Regions from separate parts of the Capra hircus genome. Here region 2 is linked to region 1. Evidence: chromatin contacts called from public Hi-C data. All regions are on one chromosome and are shown on one strand. The core of a region is the stretch at or near the end of the contact, and the rest is flanking DNA. Distances in the headings are between cores, read along the strand shown. Region 1 overlaps ADAMTSL4 (ADAMTS-like protein 4). Region 2 overlaps ENSA (alpha-endosulfine).

Region 1 (5,467 bases), core at 1,279-3,778:
AGTGCGCCTCAGGGCCCCCGCGGCCCCCCAGCAGAGAGGCCTGTGACATGGGGCCCTGCACCACGGCCTGGTTCCACAGCGACTGGAGCTCCAAGGTGGGCCCCCCCCTCTGCTGATCCCCAACATCCCTAGTGCCCCCCATCTCCCCTGACACCCTCTCAGGTGTCTTCCCAACGCAGTTGCATAAACATTGACTGGGCAAGCACCTGCTGTGTGCTAGACACTGCCAATGTTGGGAACCTGGAGAAAAACTTACACTAACGTCCTGAACCCTGCCTGACAAAAGTCCCCCAGGGCATTCCCTAACTCCCGGATCCAGGAGGTGTCTGTCCTTGACCCCCTCCCCTCCCCGACGTCACCCCGTCCCCCTTCACACTCTGCTTCCCAACAGTGCTCAGCGGAGTGTGGGACGGGAATCCAGAGACGTTCTGTGGTCTGCCTTGGGAGTGGGGAGGCCCACGGGATAAGCCAGGAGGAAGCAGGGGCAGGAGCCGGTGAGCAGACCTGTGCACCCGGAAGCCGGCCCCCTGACATGCGTGCCTGCAGCCTGGGGCCCTGTGAGGTGTCGTGGTGCTGGTACACTGGGCCCTGGGCGGAGGTGAGCTGAGCGCCTGGGAGGGGCCCGAGGGTGGGATTCCCGGGGCGAGGAGGTAGGAGTCATCCTGCTCTCCCTCCCTGCCTCCTCCGCCAGTGCTCCTCAGAGTGCGGCTCTGGCACGCAGCGTAGAGACGTCATCTGTGTGTCCAAACTGGGGACTGAGTTCAACGTGACTTCTCCTAGCAACTGTTCCCACCTTCCCAGGCCCCCTGCCCTGCAGCCCTGTCAAGGGCAGGACTGCCAGGACCGGTGGTTTTCTACACCCTGGAGTCCGGTGAGTGCCTGGCTCCCCTGCCCTACCCAGTGTGGACTACCAGGAGAGGAGAGGCTTCTCTCCTTGGACATCCCTCTGTGCCCACTAGCTAAGGCCAGGGGCAGTTTAACTTGTCCCCCTGCCTAGACTGGGAGGAGAGGTGGGCCCCTCTGCGTGGGGGTTCATAATGCTCCAGGAGAGGCCCCCAACTCCTCCTCCTCTGAGGAGGCCTGGGGTGCAGGAGGAGCCTGGAGCACAGCAGAGGTCTGATTTGATAGCTGGGGTCTCCCCAGTGTTCTCGCTCCTGCCAGGGCGGCGTGCAGACAAGGGAGGTCCAGTGCCTGACTGCCAATCAGACCCTCAGCATCCGATGCCCTCTTCATCTGCGGCCCGCCAGGAAACGATCCTGTAACAGCCAGCCCTGCAGCCAGCGCCCTGGTAAAGAGCTCCCTCTCCCCCATCCCCAGTAGAGCGAGTTAGCTGAAATGTGGGTGGAGATTAGGAAGGACGAGTGGGAGTGGGCAGCACGCCTCCAGCGGGATGGATCTTGGTGACTTCTTGTGCCCAATGGCCTCCTCTGTCCCCAGATGACCAATGCAAGGACAGCTCTCCACACTGCCCCCTGGTGGTGCAGGCCCGGCTCTGCGTCTATCCCTACTACACAGCCACCTGTTGCCGCTCTTGTGCCCATGCCCTGGAGCGGTCTTCCCCAGAGCCTGCCTGAAAAGGGTCCAAGAGACCCTCTCCTTGTGGTTTTCTCATACCACCATCAGTCACCCCTCAATCATCCCACTCTGTATCCTCTGGCTCTCCAGCCTGTCCTGGTCTCACTAGAGATGTCCCCCAGGGTGATGGAAGTTGGCAAGATGATGGACAGTGACCATCAAGATGTGTGGCTGGGTCTGTGCCTGTGTGGGGTGTGATGGTGTGTGTGCACACATGCACCCAAATGTGTATGGGCCCGTATGGATGTGTGTGCGCCCATACATCTGTATCACTTCTCAAAAAGAAGTTACACAGTCCCCCGGGAGGGGATGATGCCTGTTTCCAAGAGAGTTTTCTGGGATGAGAGGAAAGCAAGTTTGCAGCTCTTTGGGAATCCGAGCTACTTAGAGTCTGGCCTCCACATTAATCCCAATTTTGTGTCCTAACCCTCATTTCTCCTGTTCAGGCCATGTATCATGTAAACCATCCTTCTGTCCTCTGACTCCTCCCTTTACCTAGTTTCTATCCCTCCCTCTCATAGCTAATGAGGGGTGGGGGTGAGCGAGTGCCTTCCAGGAAGAGAGACTGTCTCCCAGAGCAGAGACCAGCTGGGCAGAGGATGGAAAAGAGCAAGTTTAGAATAAGACATCCTAGCCCCTGCTTCTGCTCCCCACCTCCTAAAGTGGTTCCTACTCCAGAACTAATTTATTTTTATTAAAGATGATTATGACAAATGAGAAACAGGCTCTTCATTGTCCTCATGGGAACCCAGCTGTACAGGCCACCTAAGCAAGCTGTGTGAGATGAGAATGAAGGGTGGGAAGGGGAACAAAGCTTGGAGCCCAGATGGAGAGAGTCTGGGCGCAGAATGCCTAATGAAGGAGCCCCAGTCACCTGAGACCCGAATGCAGCCTTGGTCAGAGGCAGAGGGTCCTGGGGGATCGCAGGCCCTGCAGGTTGGTCATCCACCACTAGAGGTCACCACTCCCCCCAGCTTAGCTACAGAGTTGGGCACTTGGGTCCAAAACAGAAACTACTCGGTCTATGGTGGGTTTCTCGGTAGGCTGGGTCCTTCTGTAAAGTCTCTTGGAATCTAGTAGCACTTTTTCTCCATCTGGGGCTGAGCTGAATGACAGCTGCCTTTTCAGGGGTCCTTTTTCCTGTTCTCTTTCCTTGGCCCTGACTTCCTGCCCCTCTCATCTTTTCTGCTATTACCCATTTTCCTATTAAGCTCTTGGTTTGTTGCTTTTTATAGAGTGGGAGGAAAGGAAATGATTCCCACCAACCCCCCAACCCCGCACCCCCGCCCCCAGCAGAAAGGGCTGGAGGAGGAGGAGCCTGGCCTGGTTCTAGGGGACTTGGGGGTGGAGTCGAGGGTGGAGCCAAGGCAGTACTGGATGTCCAGCCAAAGACACATTCTTCAGAGATGTCTCATCCTGGTCTTCTCCCAACCCAACGCCCATGTCCACTCTCAAGGTAAACAGTTTGTTGGAGGTGGTGTGAGCGTGGACAGCCTTTTCCATAACACAAATCCTTTCCCCAACCCCACCCCTACAATTCTGAGTCCTGATCACCACTTGTAGAAGCCACACTTCTGGGGGAGGGGTCCCCATGTCTAGGAAAGAGGGAAGTGCAATAGAATCGAGCTTCTCTCCCCATCAGGAGGGCCCCTCCCCCATCCCTTCACCCCCACAAGTCTGGCCAAGTAAGATCGTAAAGGCCTGCAGAAACAGCTGAACTCAGTGACTACTGTCTTGAGCATGTACTCCTAGACACAGCCAGACCCTGGGAAGGACCCCAGAGCTACCCGAGGGGACAGGACTTCTCCATTCTGGCAGCTTCCTCATGTCATTCTGTTGCCTTGGGAAGCAGGCTTTCTTTGGGCTGAGAAGGAAGACTACAGGTACCATCTCAGGAGGACAGTGTATCAGGAAGGAGGCAGAAGAAAATGGGGGGAAAGGAAAATGAAACTGACTCCTCCAGGGTGGGAAATGCAGAACAGGGTACTGAGGGGGCCCAGTCTCAGTGTCTCTGCAGGCATCAGACGGCTCCTCTTTGGTGAACCTCTGAGGGGATCACAGATGTGGGGGCACCAGGGGAGTAGGACCTGAGCCAGCCCTGCAGACACTGAAGGCTGAAGGCGGAGTCCTGAGACCAAGGGAGGGTGCGGTGAAGAGCTGGGGCCCTCCCAGTGATTCCTGGAAGCTGAAGGCTGGGCGGTGGCCCCAGTTCAGCTGACTTCCCCGAAGTTCCTCCTCCCTCTTAGGGCCTCTCAGGACTGTTGCTGGGCAGGTTTGGAGTTTGGCCTTAGCCTGAGAACCAATCACAGGTGGGGAATGCAGCCACAGCCCCTCTTGAGGCTCCCCCAGCTTCAACACCTCCCTTCCCTGATAGCCCCCAGCTCCCTCACAGCCTTCAGCCTCTGACTTCTCAGGATGTGGGCTTTCATCTGGGGGGTTACCCCCTTTCCCCTTTCATTTTAAAGCTAGGATTCAGTGCAGCCCCCAAGGATTCTTTCCTCTGGTCACTGAGGTCAGAATGGGAAGGGGAGTCACTGTGAAAAGTTTTCAGGAAGCGGAAGCTGACCTCAAGCACCCCCTTTTCCCGGCCTCTTTCAGGGGATTACTGTGGCCAGACACCTCTTTGCTGACCTCTGAAACCCTGTGGAGGGACTTGGGAGAGAGGAAGCTGTAACCCAAGTTCAGAGATGTGGTGCAGGGGCCCTTAGCCTTGCTGCTCTGGGGGGAATTTAGGGAAGGACTCAGAGGAACTAGACCCCTGAGAGTTGAGGTGGGGGTGGGGTGGCGATAGGAACAATCTTGATGAGCAAAAGAGAGATCAAGCGTGCAGAAGGCCAGGAGATTGTTGGGGCTTCTCATTTCTGAGTGTGCTGGGGGAAGATGACTGTGGTTCTAATCTGGGGACTTACAAGTGAACTTCTGAGGTCTCTGTTCAGCTGGCTCAGAATTCCCCCCTCCCCCCTCCCAGCTTCCCCAGGGTAATCACCCACCCAATTACCCTTCAGCCTTCAGACTAAATTTAGCTTCTAGACTTCCCCAACTGGGGGCCTCCCTGCAAGCAGGTGCTCACAGCTGCAGGGGTGGGTCTGAAGAGACCCGTACTTTTCAGTGGTCCAAATTCAACCTCTGTGGTAACGAAGAGTGAAGCCCAGAGCAAGGGCCCAGGTGCTGACCCACGTGATGCTATGAGTGTCTCAGAGGGTCTTAAGAAACCCTCTCTCAAGAGCCCTTGAGGCAGGATCTAGACAGACCTGGAGAGCAGAGGGAGGAGAGTGAGAATAAAATGCAAGGAACTGTTAATCCCTTTCCAGATTCCAACCAGATCCTCTTTCATTTTCTGCTTTTCCCTTCTCCCCTGTTTTACAAATAGAGACTTCATTTGAACTTAACACCCTCCCCCACCAAAGTAAACTGAATCAGGAAAACCTCTTCTTAAAGCATGGAGAATCAGGCTAGAGATTATAATTTGGAGGTGGAGTGGGGGTGGGGGTTCCCACATTCCCACCCTCTCTCCTACCAGCATCCCTGAAATCCATCATCTCTGGTTCTGGGAGTCAGCGGGGTGGGGAAGTTAGAGCAGAGGGGGGCTTATTTGTCACAGGCAGGTGATGAAGAGATGTCAGCTATAAAGGGTGGGAGGCACCTTCTACAGGAAGTAGAAAGCCTCAGGAAAGTACCTAAGACTAAGTCTGTCAACAAGAGAGATAAACAGTTTGGGTTAACCAAACTAGACAGTACAGATCTTCAATCTGACCTCAGGCTCCTTGACCCTGGAGACTGGGGAAAACTCTAGAGGAGGGTGTTTCATGGCTGAAGTCAGACCCTAGAAAGGATTGGAGGGAGTAACACACCAAGTTAGTCCAAAACAAGGTATGCATGAGCCATAGCAGTC
Region 2 (5,996 bases), core at 3,466-5,965, 36 kb after region 1:
TCTAGATGCATAAATCCAGTAACTTAACATGAATCGAGTAACCTACTCTTGGATGTCCTACAGGCACCTCACATCAACTCTTCTGCAAAATGAACTCATTGTCTTCCATGCCAAACTTGCTCTTCCAGCTGTATTCTCTCTGGATTACGGCATCATAGTTTACCCAGTAACTCAGGCCAGAAACCTCAGAATTTTTTTAATAGTGTCCCGTCTCTTTCCGAGTCCCACTCCTCACATCAATTTCTGTTGATTGTACTTCTCATGTATCTCTTGAGTCTGTTCAGTCTTCTTCATCCCCACTATCATTACCTTATTTCCTCATCATATCTAACCTATAGTACTGTAGCTACATACAGGTTGTTATTGTACGTCAACTAACCCATGGTTAACAGTTTACAAGTACAGAATTCTCCACTTAGATGTTTGTTAAACTTATGTCTCAAATTGAATTCATCATCTTCTTTTTCACAGTAGCCTTTTCCTATTCCATCCCATTAGTAGTATCTTAAATACACCCATTTTACCATCTCCAGTCTCCTCCTGACACTACAATCAGAAAGATTATCTAAGGGGCCAATCTGATCATGTCATTTCCTTGCTCAAAATGTTTATTCAGCATCTTCACACTGACTCCAGGATGAAGCCTAATGGGCCCTTTGTGACCTAACCCTTGGTTACTTCCACCCAGGTCCAGCCTACTATGCTACAGTTACTCAATTATTTTAAGTTTCCAGAATATAATACCTCTGCATCTTTGCAGACTGTTCCTTCCACCTGGAAGGCCCCCTTTCCCAATCTAACCCCTTTCCCTAAATCCTACTACTCTTATCGTATTTCAGCTCAGAAGCTACTCTCTGTGTAAGGATTTTCCTGGCTGATCTCCTATTTATTCAAATTAGGTGCCCAGACTCTGTACTTCCAGAGCATTTTATGCTCTTCCCTATCTTAGCTCCGAACCCTTGTACTCTAATTACTGTCAGTCCACCTATCCTCAGTATATCCCTCAATAGTCTGTAAGCTCCCTGGGCAGGAACCATACCTTAGGCACTGCTGCAATCCCTGAAGTAAGGGCTTTACATGCTCTATCTTGTTTAATCATCACAGCAATCCCGTACAGTGGCTACATCATTCCTATTTTATAAAATAAGTAAACTGAAGCAAAGAGAGTTTAAGAAACTTGTCTCCAGTCATTCAAATGTATCAAAATCAGGATTTAAAATCAGGAAACTTGATGCTAGAACCAGTCCGTCACTAAATCTATCACTTCTAAATCTCATTGGAGAGACTGGTGCTGAAGCTGAAGCTCCAATACTTTGGCCACCTGATGCGAAGAGCCGGCTCATTGGAAAAGATCCTGATGGTGGGAAAGATTAAGGGCAGGAGGAGAAAGGGGTGACAGAGGACAAGATGGTTGGATGGCATTGCTGACTCAATGGACGTGAGTTTGAGCAAGCTTTGGGAGATGGTGAAGGACAGGGAAGCCTGGCATGCTGCAGTCCATAGTATCACAAAGAGTTGGACACGACTGACAGACTAAACTAAATTTCATCTCCACACGATTGGGCGGTGACCTATTTAAAACACAGAACTAGAATTCTTCTTTGCAGTCACCTCCGTGGTTCCTATGCCTGCCTGCAAATCATATCCTTCTGTCTGCCTTTCTGGTCTGGTCTCCAGTCCCTCCCCAGGACCCACTTGATACTGTACTGCAAACTCAGCAGATTCCACATTGCCTCATGCCTCTCTTAGTGTTGGTCCTGCTACCAAAATGCCCTTTCGCACCTTTCTAGAAAAATCTCGTTTCTCCTTTGGACTTTGCTCCATGAAACCTTTCCTGATTACTTTCTTTTGGGGTGTGCCATGTGGCTTGTGAGACCTTAATTCCCTAACCAGGGACTGAACAGGCCAGGTAGTAGAAGCATTCTCTCTTCGCCATCCCATGCAGGCACTGGAGTTCTGCCTCCACTCTCAGAAGCTGTGTGATTTGGCCAAGTTACTGATTTAGTTTTCTCACTTCTATAATGGCAGTACTAGCTACTTGGTAGAACTGTTGTGAGGATTAAATGAGATGATGTAAATTAAGGACTTAGCAATGGGCTAGATGTAACTACTATTATATACTTGTCCCTATTCCTCTATGTCGCTAAACTCCTACTGCTGCAAGCTTAACACTGCAGCATGACTTCCTCAGGTGTAGTTTCTGCACCAGAGTGGAATCTCCTTGCAAGTTGTTTGTTTAGTCTCTAAGTGGTGTCTGACTTTTTTGCAACCCCATGGACTGTGGCCTGCCAGGGTCCTCTGTCCATAGGATTTCCCAGGCAAGAATACTGGAGTGGGTTTCCACTTCCTACTCCAGGGCGCATATTACAGGCACTTATCAACTAATAATTGAACTAGATTATTTAACACTACCCATCTTTTAAAGCCCAGTTCAATTTCCATTTCTTCTATTATTTACCTAATGATTCCAGCCCTTTCCCTTCTCTGAATTCCTTTACCACTATCCTGCATTATATGTAGAAGTGCTATCTTAGTGAGGCTTCAAGTTCTTCCAGGGCAGACACCATCTCTTACACTGCTTATTTGCCCAATAACTGCTGCTGCTGCTGCTAAGTCACTTCAGTCGTGTCCAACTCTGTGCAACCCCATAGACCGTAGCCCACCAGGTTCGCCCATCCCTGGGATTCTCCAGGCAAGAATGCTGGAGTGGGTTGCCATTTCCTTCTCCAATGCATGAAAGTGAAAAGTGAAAGTGAAGTCACTCAGTCGTGTCTGACTCTTAGCGACCCCATGGACTGCAGCCTACCAGGCTCCTCCGTCCATGGGATTTTCCAGGCAAGAGTACTGGAATGGGGAGCCATTGCCTTCTCCTAGTATTTCCAATTGCAAAGAGTCAAAAACTGCTAGTATTTCCCAATTACTTGTGAATTAAAATATCACTGCCCAAGCATGGGGGGCCTTATCTTTTTAAGTAAGTCACCCACTTCTAAGGAAATTCAGCCAACAACTCATCTCCTGACTCTCCTCTTAGTTCACAGGAATTCTGCTTAGAACTACAGTAATCTGGACACCTTCCGGTGGCCCAATGGTTAAGACTCTGTGCTTCCACCACAGGGGGCATGGGCTTGATCCTTGGTCAGGAAATTAAGATCCCATATGCTTTGTGGGATCTTATTATATTAATTTGCTTTTATTTGCAAGCCATTGTCATACCTTAGCTTCCAAGGGAAGAGATCTTTCCTTTCCTTGTTGACCTCCTTCAAGGTCCAGTAGAGGGCACTATGCACATAAGGGCTGCTAGTGTGGGTGTGGCTGGCAGACCAACAGTAGGTATCTTCAATGGCAATTCTCCCAGCTATTTTCTTTTTGCCTGTGTTTTCCATGCTCAGGCCACATCAGCTTAAAATAAATGTGGCTGGACAATAATAATGATGACTTCATCCCTGCCACCCTGCAAATCAGATGGCTCTACTGAGAGACTTGCCAACACAATTATCATTCAACCATGCTGGAGGAGTGGCAGAACCCTTGAATCCACTCTTTGGAATAAAGATAAAACACTAAGCTAAAACAATGAGCAAGAACAGCTTTTTGAAGCACTGCAGAATCGGACTTCCTGACTGCCTAGCCCTGTTGTATGAGAGTAAAGGAAAAGGAAAGGCAGGTTTTAAACTGGAATAGAAACAGCAATGACCATTTCTGGGTACCCCAGGATTCCTAAGGCTACAGCTTAAACCTAAGGACCAGGAAAGCCAAGAGCAAGGGAAAAAGCATGTAAAAGCCTAAAAGTTAAGAGATGTTAACTCAAGGTCTTCAGTAAACTAGCACTGCCACCTTATAAATAACTTATTTCTATGTCAACGTCCCTTCTCTTTATATTAAATGGAACTTAACTAGATGGTTTCGCATTTGGAGCCTTGTTGACCTTATTGCCCAGCTGTTGCCACTTGGCAAACATAAAAGTAGGGACAATGTGCTCAAAAAGAAGTCATGGGACTGGCTTAAGGGGAATAAGACTCAAGAAACCCCATCATAATAAACACTCCTAGCTTTACATACATACATACATCTCCTAGCTTTAAGATGTAAGTTTATACTACTGAAGTGTATAAACTTTTTCATGTATTTTCTTCCAGTTAGATAAGAAACGCCATTAAAGGTGGGGCATGCATTTCTTTAATGTATCTCCAAACCACCTAGCTCAGTGTGTAGCATGCTGTTCAGAAAGGCTGATGGTTAGGAGGCATTGCAGTCCCCTGACTAAATTAGGAGAGAGCAAGTCAGCTTCCTGAGAAGCTGAAAACTTATTTGGAAAGTTTCTGATTAAGAAGAGAGAATGAATCACACGCTGAGAACATTCCTTTCTAGTTTAGAAGTACTCCACCCTCTCAATGTGATAGAAATGTCTCTAGAATATCCCGTCTTCCTTGATGCATGCTCATTTGAGAAGATAACTATGGTAAAATCTCCTACTCATAAAATCTCCTTTATGCCTAAAATCTCCTTGGGCAAATGGGCAAGTTTCCATCTTCACACATAGTAGATTGGTGTGAGTGTGACAGAAGAAAAGTGTGAGTCTGTTTCTCCTCTGGCAACACTTCTTTTGTATATTACACTCACAGGTAGCTTTAAACCCGTTTCAGTGGCAGGATTCCAACGATGGTTAGCACATCATGAGGAAAGAAGTGACTCTGCCTCCTGCTGGCCACTAGCAGAAAGGCAGATCACTAGTGGTTACAATTCAGAGACACAGGAGCTTGAGAAGACAAGGAAGACTGAAAGGGAAAACAGAGTGGCTTCCTTTCATGCTTAGCCTGGAGTGATCTTCAGGAGTCAATAAACCCTTCAGATCAAACACCGCCAACCCCTCATTTTGTGAGTCAGAACGTGAGGAAGATTCATCTTTGCATTAGCTATAGAAGTCCTGGTCTATATGCCAACGTCCCTGCACCCTCTCCCTAAATGATGGAAACGGAGAACCCAGACACATCCCATCTGAAGGGCCCCTGTTCCTTAGAGGCTCAGCACCCCACACCAGCTTCTCCTGAATGGTATCTTCAGTCTTATTTTCTTCCCTTTTGCCAAACCCCAATAAAACACACCAACTGCTGCAGAGAATTTCTGGGTTGGTTTTTTTTTTTTTTTTCCTGTGGATCTTCTTCTTTGTTTTTTATTTCAAATACTGAAAAAGTCCCCTGGGCTCTGCGGAGCTCCCCACACTCATCCCCTTTCTCCCACACTCACTGCCCTTCTTCCCACAGCAAATCTACTTCAAAGACAGCATTTTTTTCCCCACCCAAACAATTAACATTCAGTTCTTAGCTTGTTCTGCAGAACCAGAGGAGTCATCCGCATCTTTCATATTTAGACAGTTTATCTGACATCAAGTCCCAGTCATATCCAAGCTAGCAAGGCACTCTTCTACACAGCTCAATTAGAACCCCTCACCTTTAGTCCATTTCACTCCCCCCAACCCACCCCCACCCCACACCAGCCACAAGGCCAAGAAGGATAGTTAGGAATGTTTTTGTTATCAACTCTTAAGTCCTAATTCATAACCCCTCACATCTCCCACTCCACCCTCTCAACCCCCCTCCCCACCCCACCCCCAGGATTTCACTGAGATGTCTCCCAACAATTACTTGGAAAAAAAAGAAAAAACAAAAAAGAGTCAAGGTCTTGGTGCTCGGCCCAAGGGGCTCCATGCGCTGGGACACCGACGGGCAGGGGCTTCTGCCTCTCCAGCCCGCACCCGAGCCACCTCCTGACCCCTGGCTGCAAAAGCAGGGAGGGGCAGGAGCCAGCACAGGACCCAGGGGGCAGCGTCTCAGGATCTGGCGGAGCCCCGGGCAGCATCATTCGACTTGGCCACTGCGGACGAACACAGAAGAAGAGAAAGAAAACACTGTCAAGTAGTAAGGGAAAAAACCCTAAGTTCCACCCCAGTCTCTACCCCATCATTCTCCCACACTTATCAATCACTGGGGATACACGGC

What was found. A called contact is a pair of places that touch in the nucleus more often than the background predicts.
Region 2: a contact with region 1 is called in a Hi-C map of blood, with 2.0 times the contacts expected there. The contact joins two enhancer-like sites. A contact is called at or near these places in 3 of 5 Hi-C or Micro-C datasets (all in blood).

Annotation. Positions count from the first base shown.
Region 1 is chr3:100,025,148-100,030,614 of ARS1.2, forward strand. It overlaps ADAMTSL4 (ADAMTS-like protein 4), which reads left to right. Exons shown (of 18, transcript XM_018046040.1): 14 at 1-95; 15 at 392-598; 16 at 692-871; 17 at 1,144-1,288; 18 at 1,438-2,292. The coding sequence ends at 1,574. Among named protein-coding and RNA genes, the nearest start is that of ADAMTSL4, 11 kb to the left of the region's middle. Within about 2 kb of position 2,529, at least 5 of the 5 cell types and tissues checked have an H3K27ac peak or open chromatin away from gene starts, as enhancers often do.
Region 2 is chr3:100,059,031-100,065,026 of ARS1.2, forward strand. It overlaps ENSA (alpha-endosulfine), which reads right to left. Exons shown (of 4, transcript XM_005677662.3): 4 at 5,123-5,871. The coding sequence ends at 5,856. Among named protein-coding and RNA genes, the nearest start is that of ENSA, 9.0 kb to the right of the region's middle. Within about 2 kb of position 4,716, at least 3 of the 5 cell types and tissues checked have an H3K27ac peak or open chromatin away from gene starts, as enhancers often do.